Regions from separate parts of the Sus scrofa genome. Here region 1 is linked to region 2. A link is a contact called in public Hi-C data. All regions are on one chromosome and are shown on one strand. The core of a region is the stretch at or near the end of the contact, and the rest is flanking DNA. Distances in the headings are between cores, read along the strand shown.

Region 1 (4,566 bases), core at 1,504-4,003, 150 kb after region 2:
AGAGAACTGCTAACCACACCAAAGGTTTTGCGTGAAAGCAGCTGCTCTGGAATGTCAGGGAACTCTTTCTACAAGCCCCAGAACTAACTGTAAATCCAGATCCAAGACTCGGCTCCACCACTTAGCGGAGCTGCACTCGCCACACTGCTCACCTTTCCCAGAGGTGGGTGCACATCAAAGAAAAAGGTGCGGTTGATATAGTAACTTCCCATTTTTCCAAAGTGAGTCTCATCCCAGCTGAAGGGAAAATAGAAAGAGAAATGAAACTCTTAAATCATTATACAACCCAAAGATTCTTTTAACCAAATGGCATGGTTAAAATTACAGTTAAAACCAAAGGCTGTATTGGAGTTCTCTTGTGGCTCAGTGGCTTAAGAATCTGGCATTGTCATTGCAGTGGCTCCAGTACCAGCAGTGGCACAGGTTCTTCGATCCCTGGCCTGGGAACTTCTGCATACCGTGGGAGCAGCCAAAAACAAAACAAACAACAACAACAAAACACCAAAGGCTATAAGTTTCAAGTAATGAAGGAGAAAAATCTGGATTAAAAAAAAAAAAGCTTTTGACCCAAGTTGCCTGACATCAAGCTGTTCTTTAACCTTCATTCAGACAGATGAGAAAAGTTGGCAAATATTTACCAACAAGTTATCATAAATTTAAGTTAAATCTATACTTATTCTACATCTTGAGTTTCTACTTTGAAAAGGTAAAAGTTTTGTATAACATAGAAGGGTTTGTATTAAAAATTTTCATCTAAGACTGCTAGCTGCTAACTGTGAGACTACTTTTGCTCTTAGAAACCACACTACTCTTGCTGTTACAAACTACACTGTGGGCCACTGGTCAGGGAGAGTCTTCCAACCCTGGCTGCCCCAGGAGTCCGATTTTGCTCCCAACTCTGTGAAAATTAACCTGTGAACTATGAACACATTGATCTTATAATAGTGAACTAACTGCTTACTAAATTAACAACTGATCTAACACCTATCCTTATTGTACAAATTATTTTGTAAGGAAATAAATGATTCTAATACATTAGCTTTTTAAATGATTTTTATTTTTTTCCATTATAGCTCGTTTACAGTGTTCTGTCGATTTTCTACCATACAGTAAAGTGACCCAGTCACACATACATATATACATTCTTTTTCTCACATTATCCTGCTCCATCACAAGTGACTAGACAGAGTTCCCAGTGCTATACAGCAGGATCCCACTGCTTATCCATTCCAAAGGGAATAGTCTGCATCTCTTAACCCCAAGCTCCCCATCCATCCCACTCCCTCCCTTTTCCCCTTGGCAATCACAAGTCTATTCTCATGTCCATGATTTTCTTTTCTGTGGAAAGGGTTATTTAATACATTAGCTTTTTAAACACAATGCAAAAATCGTGTTCTTCTATACAACCACAGTAAACCTCTTCACACCCTAACTGGGGGCTTTACAGCAGCAGAACCAGGCCGTTTCTGTAGGCTCTCCCTGCAGCACAGAACAGTTACTTCTCTTTTTTTGGCCGCACCCAGGGCATGTGGAAGTTCCGGGGCCAGGGATTGAACCCTCGCCATAGCAGAGACTCTCGCCACTACAGTGACAACACCAGATCCTTAACCCACTTCGCCACAGGGAAACTCCAACAGTTGCTTTCCAGTGACTCTCCATCCCCAGGACAGCTTCCATGAGCAGTTGCCACTGACCTACAACATAAGGGGCAACATCCGCCTTTACCAAAAGCGTAGGGTTCTTTTTTTTCTTTTTTACTCCTGGGTCCAACAGGAGGGGGATAAATCTACTTCTGCATCTGCTAAGCACACTGCCTGACATGCAGTGAGGACGGTGGCATGGTGAGGTCAAAGAGAGAAATAACTTCCAAGCAGTGTGACAAAACAGATCTGCAGGGGAAAAAAAAAAGAGTGATCGGATCCCAGCTCCAGCACCTCCTGTCAGCATAACTGGCAAAAATCACTCACCCTCTCTGGATCTTTTTTCTCACCTACACAGTGAAGACAATAAGAGTATCTGCCATGTCACCTGGCAGGGAGGTTATCAGGTAATAAGAGTGAAAGAACTCTGGAGACTATAACGTCCCACGCATGCTGGGCACTACTTAAACTGTCCCAACATTGGGGTTAGTTTTGAAGTCTGTTTGGAACCACACTGATAAAGGGGCATAAGAGTTTTACTTGAAGCAAAACTAGTAGCACTATTCACACTTCCTCCTGGCTTTCGCGCCTGTTTCTGGTGGGGAGACAGTCCTCCCTGGCTCTCTTGCTCCTTTGGACCTTGCAGCAGGTGCCAAGAAGGCAAGCTCCTGCCTGCTCTTGACTCAGGCCACTTCTCAGGAAGAGACAGCATCTCCCTCTGGGCCAAAGAGCACAGACTGCTTATTATAAAAGAGCCGATTCCCCAAGCTCAGTGTTCCTCAGCTATGATGCAGCCCAATGCATGTGCTGGCATTCAGCCAGACCGGGCATCACATGGGACATTGGGAGCAAAGGGAACTGAGGCCCACCTACCGATGCTCATCCTGACTGCTGTGCTGTGAGAAATAAAGTCCTTGACCCAGGACTGTATCTTCTGCCAGCATCCATACAACAGTGACAGGCTGACTTCTTAGTTGGCAAGTTGGGTAGATGAGAGCTTGAGACCCTGAGTCATCGCTTTTGATAAAAGAACGGACAAGGGCCCCAGGGACTGAGGGAGAGAATAAGAGAAGACTCCCTGGAATCTGGTAGTGAAAGCTCTTGCCCAACTGGGGGGGAAGGGAGGTAATAAGAAGCCCTCCACGGTCCTAGCTATTAATGTGTCTGAGTGGAGACAGGCAGGATTGAAAGTGGTTGGGCGCTGCCTTGCTTACTGCTCATGCGCTTCTGGGCCAAGAGAAAAGGATGCCATCACAACCACGGGGCCATGAGCCAAGCAGCCCCAGGGGAAAGGCAAATGGCTGTGGCTGCTGAATCAAGGTGCCCCAAAAGTTTACATAAATGGTGTCAGCAGTGAGGACCCTGCTATTCAGTACAGAATCTGGGTAAAATGAAAACACTGAAAGGTCTTTGGGTGAGTTGTGTGCTCAAGCCAAAGGTAAGTTTGCCTTGCTGAGAGGTTCAGAGCCACTCTGTCCCTCTGTGTCCCATGATCCGCCCCGCCACAATCTCAGCTGCTTTAAAGAGGAAGATGATTAAAGGTGGCACTAAAGTCTCCTTGTCCCAGAGGACTACCGGCTATACACACCCACCCTGGCATGCTGGGGAACTCCGGGGAGGAGAGGGACCCAAGCTCAAGGACCTATTGGGTACAGGAGCATCCTACTCAAACCCCTGGAGCAGGGGAAGGATTTGCTAGGTGCAAAGGTTACCAAAGGTGCTGAGGGCTGCAGGGCAAGCCATAGCGGTGTGTACAGGGACTGAAAGAAAAGGGCTCCTAAGCTCAGGGGCTCACCAGAGACAGGAAAGTACACAGGGAAGAAGTGGTGCCAAGCCTATCGAGGGGCTAAAGGGGAAACAAGGTCTCTCAGGCCCTGCATCCAGCCCTCCCCACATCCCCCACCTGGGAATGGCATGACCTCTGAAGGGCTGTCATTACAGCTCCTGATGGAGGCCTATTAGAGTTGTTAGTTCCAGAAGGAAAAAAAAGCACCCAAGTTCAACTGCTGGGTTTGAGCCAAGTCCCAGCAGGGAAGGGAAGGTAAAGTGGCCTGTGGGTAGGGGCCTTGGAACCACTGTTACGGCTCCCACTGCATAGTCATATTTATCCTATATGTGCCTAAGATTACCCCATTCAGACACTGCCACATAGTGAGAGGTGATCCTGTCCCCTCCTGAGTGGTCCTAGAGAAACAATATAAATCACAGAAAGAGAAACAGAAATTACTGCTTTAAAGATGGAATTGGGGGTGGTGGGGGGTGGGGGCAGTGGCAGGAGTGGAGGGCAGGGGAGCAGGTTCTCCAGGATAAACAGCACCATCTGCTGGACACAGGCACCAAGAACACCCTTTCTAATCTACTAAGCTCTTGTTGAAACTGAGGCCCTGACCCATGAAGACTTTCTGGCTCTTTCGCCTGATCGTGCCACTTTGGGGTGGGTCAACTTGAAATCCATGGCTAACAAGGAAAGGGCTCAACAAGTGTCAATGGGCAAATGGAAGTGGTATATTCAAGAGTATGGCTGGCCTGGCCCTAGAGGCATCTGGATTTTTCAAGAGAAGTGGCAGCTTTGCCTTTGGAAGAAACTATCTTCCACTTGACCACCTGAAGCAAAGCTGCTGGCTCAGCAGGGCCTTTGATTCTCAGAGGTTCCTGTTAATGCTTGTGTCTGGTTCACTGATGGTTAGGCTAAATTAAAAGCAGATGGAGGAGTTCCTATAATGGCTCAGCGGAAATGAATCCAACTAGGAAACATGAGGTTGCGGGTTCGATCCCTGGCTTCTCTCAGTGGGTTAAGGATCCGGTGTTGCCGTGAGCTGTGGTGTAGGTTGCAGACTCGGCTCAACTATCCTGTGGTTCTGGTGTAGGCCGGCGGCAAGAGCTCCTATTTGACCCCTAGCCTGGGAACCTCCATATGCCACAGGTG
Region 2 (4,192 bases), core at 596-3,095:
TCTAAGCAGGCTACCAGGCAGTGGCGGCAACTTCAGGGGCAAGAGAATGTTCACAGCACTGCCTGGTCACCCCCAGCTTCTCAGGGGTAGGTTTGGAGCAGAGGGAGAAAAGAGGTAATGTTGGCAATAAGCCATATACCTGGCCTGTGGTTTGGTGATCGCTGTGAGACACAGAGCTGTGGGCGGCTGCCGCCCCCACCCCCATTCCTGACCCCTGATCTCCAGGGCACCAGCCTGTCTCCAATCAGAAAAATCACCCTCCCACTCAGCAAGGATGGCCTCATACCCGTGCCTTTGGTTCCCCATCCCTGCCCTTGGCTCTGGCTTTGTCGTCCTCTCTCCCCGCATCTTAGCCCAGGGCCACTAAATTAGTCTAGTGCCAGGACCCTCCCAGAGGGCCCTAAAAGGTGGGGGGGCAGCTATCTGGGCAGCCTGCTCCCCTCCCCGTGGCAATCAAAGGAGGCAGGATGGGGAGAGGGCCGGGAGGGCCGTTAGGGGTTAAGAGCTTCTCAGCCCGCATCCTAAAAACTGGACTTCCGGACCAGGAGCTGGATACTCTGGAAGTTCACACGCAGACAACTGCTCCTACCTACAAACACACTCTCACTCAGGCACACAAGCACGCACGTACTCACCCAATCATACATTCACAAATACACACACACACACATACACTGTTGTCCACTCTTAAGGCTCAGCGTCTGAGCGCTGGGTTAGGCAGACCCAGAGCTGGCTTTTACCTACGCGTGATAGTTTCTAAACAGCCGCGTGATAGTTTCTAAACAGCCGTTTCTCATCTTCCGAAGGCTCTGTGGGAGGTCTGACCTGCAGAGGTGCCTCAGTGCTGGTCTTCCTCCTCCCTCTGCTGCCAGTCTCTGTTCTCCTTCCCCCTGGGGGGGGGGCAACTTCTGTCACCACTTCCTTGTCTCTGCTTCTAGAGCCTCTAGCCAAGTGTGCGTGTAACACACACACATACAGAGACACACACACACATACAGAGACACACACACACACACACACACACACACGGCAGCCCTCGGGGACTCCGCTCTGCAAGCTGCTTTATTTCTGGTGTGTGCAGAGTCTGTGTCTGGGCTCGCCAGAGTCAGGCCCATCTCTCTCGCAGCCCTCCAAGCTGCTGAGAGCTGGCCTGTCACCATTTCTGGCCCCATGTATCTGCTCCCGTCTGCATGTACAGAGTGCCTCATCCTTTCTGATGGCGGCCTGGTGGCTCATCTCGCAGAGGCACGGGATGGATTGAGGGTGCCCTGCTGGGTGAGCATGGGGGGTTCCCTGCTGTTGCTTTGCTGTATTTGCCGCTCGCTCCCGTTCTTTCGCGGTGCTGGCCGACACTCGCCCACCCGGGCTGGCGGACTGTCAGAGCTGGGTATGAGGAGTGTGACTCGGCCCACTTGTTCGGCCTCTTGTGCCTCATTTTCTGAATCTGTAAGTGACCACAATCAGAGCCCCGAGCTCACTAGGAAAGGATGAAATGAAGCCATGCACGCTGAGTGCTGAGCTCCTGGCACAGTGCCTGGCACAGGAACCAGAAAGGTTAGCCCCTGCGGGGAGAGCGTGGGACTGGGGTGAGTGGGGGTCTGTGCTGACTGGCAGCGGCTGCCCTGCTCCCCTCCTCAAGGCCAAGTAATATCACAGGGCCTCCAGCCTGGGAAGCCTTGTGATCAGGTCAGAGAGATCCATGCCTCAAGCTGGCCAGCCTGGGGGGTGCCACAGGAAGAAGCAGGGGGCAGGGAGCCGGTGGAGGGGGGCAGCACCTGCACTGGAGCCTGAGCAAGGAGCAGGCCTGGCTTTCCTGCTGAGTCATTCCCATGGAAGCTTCCAAGGAGGGGGGCAGGCCTGTTGTGAGGGAAGGAGGGAGGGAGAGACGGGAGAGGGAGGGAGAGAGAGCTTTTGCACATGCTGCGCGCGCGCGCACACACACACACACACACACACACAAACACACACACACACACACACACACACACACACACACACAGCGCCCTCTCCCAGCTTAAGGGAAAGGAGCCCCTCCCAGCAGAGAGAGGCTTTGTTCCCCATGAGATGTAGAAGCTGAGGAAACAAAGGGAAGGCAGCTCTCACTGCCCCATCCCTCAGCTGCCATCTCGGCGGCCCTCTCTGTCCTCACCCCTTTCTGCCAGCCCTCTGCTCCGCCCAGCCCCCACCCTGCCCGAGGGCCACCGGCGGTCCTGTACACCCAGGATGGATGATGGACAGGTCCAGGAACAAGATGCTCCCTCTACTTGCCCATCTCCATCTTCTCTCATGCTGAGCACCGCCCCCCCCCCCAAAAAAAACCCGCAGTCCCCGTGAGTCACACCCACCTGGCTGCTCTCATTTGACAGAAGTGTTCCGGGCTCTGAGGGGGGGCTTTGAGGTAACGGGCTTTTATGAGACTTGTCCCGGGGCTGTGGGAGACAGAGATGAATGAGGGTGCATCCCTGTGCCCAGAGGGGCTTGGTTCCTGTGGGGTGGGGCTGTGACCTCCCCCACACCTGCCTGAGAGCTGGGCCCCTGTGGGGCGGGGCTGCCTGTAAGTGACCGAAGGGGAGTCTGAGTGGGCTGGATGCTCAGAAGGCAGGCGGGATGGAAGACGGACGTCTTCCCTCGCTAAAAACCGCTTTTTGTCTTCATACAAAATCCCCAAGCACGATGTTATGTAACACCCAGCTCTATACCTTTCCAGACATGTTCCTATTCATTCCTATGGACCCGGTTTATGAAAAGTCTGAAATTGACAGGATTCCAACAGAATGTGTTTTTGCTTTTTCGCTCATCACAGCTTTTAACCATGCTTTGTCAAATCCCCTCTCCTGGCCTTGAACAATATTCCTGGCAGATTCTAGTTTTCTGATCAAACTTGCTCGTTTTTTTTTTTTTTTTTAATTATTAAAAACTCAGGGGAGTTCCCGTCGTGGCGCAGTGGTTAACGAATCCGACTAGGAACCATGAGGTTGCGGGTTCGGTCCCTGCCCTTGCTCAGTGGGTTAACGATCCGGCGTTGCCGTGAGCTGTGGTGTAGGTTGCAGACGCGGCTCGGATCCCGCGTTGCTGTGGCTCTGGCGTAGGCCGGTGGCTACAGCTACGATTCAACCCCTAGCCTGGGAACCTCCATATGCCGCGGGAGCGGCCCAAAGAAATAGCAAGAAGACAAAAAAAAAAAAAAAAAAAAAAAAAAAAAAAAAAAACTCAGGGAGCTCCTCTTGCAGCTCAGTGGTAATGAACCCAACTAGTATCCATGAAGATGCAGGTTCAATCCCTGGCACCGCTCCGAGGGTTCAGGATCCAGTGTTGCCATGAGCTGTGGTGTAGGTCGAAGACACGGCTCAGATCTGGTGTAGCTGTGGCTGTGGTGTAGGCTGGCAGCTGCAGCTCCAGTTGGACCTCTAACCTGGGAACTTCCATATGCTGTGGGTGTGGCCCTAAAAAAAAAAAAGAAAAAAATTCCAGGGAAGTTCCCTTGTGGCACAGTGGGTTAAGGACCTGGGGTTGCTGCAGCTGTGGTGCAGGCTGCAACCGTGGCATGGGTTTGATCCCTGGCCAAAAAAAAAAAAAGATACCTACCAACTGATTTGATATAAGGAACAGGATTACATTCTGGCTAGAGACATGAAGTAACTGGTGAAATTGGAATATGAGCTGTATTGTATCAATATTAAGATATCTGAATTTGGGCGTTCCTGTTGTGGCTCAGCAGTTAGCGAACACTGCTATTCATGAGGTTTGATCCCTGGCTTTGCTCAGTGGGTTAGGGAACTGGCATTGCTGTGAGCTTTGGTGTAGGTTGCAGACACACTCAGATTCTGCGTTGTTGTGACTCTTGGGTAGGCCAGTGGCTACAGCTCTGATTGGACTCCTGGCCTGAGAACCTCCATATGCCACAGGTGGGGCCCTAAAAAAAAAAGATAAAAAGACCAAAAAAAATTTCTGAGTTTAATATTTGTACTGTGGTTATGCAAGAGAGTAGCTTACTTTTAGAAAATGAACCCTTGGGAATTCCCTGGTGGCTTAGCAGGTTAAGCATCTGGCGTTGTCACTGCTCTGGCTCTGGTTACAGCTGTGGCACTGGTTGGATCCTTGTCCCAGGAACTTCAGCATGCCCTAAGAGTGCCTCCCCCCCCAAAAAAACAGTTGAGGTTAGTCTGGTTCAAATTTGAACATTAAACATCAT

What was found. A called contact is a pair of places that touch in the nucleus more often than the background predicts.
Region 1: a Hi-C map of embryonic fibroblasts shows a contact between it and region 2, with 3 times the contacts expected there. The contact joins two enhancer-like sites. A contact is called at or near these places in 2 of 47 Hi-C or Micro-C datasets (embryonic fibroblasts and epiblast stem cells).

What each region holds. Positions count from the first base shown.
Region 1 is chr7:100,385,683-100,390,248 of Sscrofa11.1, forward strand. It overlaps POMT2 (protein O-mannosyl-transferase 2), which reads right to left. Exons shown (of 21, transcript XM_001926162.6): 2 at 153-237. Among named protein-coding and RNA genes, the nearest start is that of POMT2, 4.2 kb to the right of the region's middle. Within about 2 kb of position 2,754, at least 10 of the 83 cell types and tissues checked have an H3K27ac peak or open chromatin away from gene starts, as enhancers often do. A contact at or near this core is called in embryonic fibroblasts, where this site is marked.
Region 2 is chr7:100,238,601-100,242,792 of Sscrofa11.1, forward strand. No RefSeq gene overlaps it. Among named protein-coding and RNA genes, the nearest start is that of ZDHHC22, 15 kb to the left of the region's middle. Within about 2 kb of position 1,846, at least 23 of the 83 cell types and tissues checked have an H3K27ac peak or open chromatin away from gene starts, as enhancers often do. A contact at or near this core is called in embryonic fibroblasts, where this site is marked.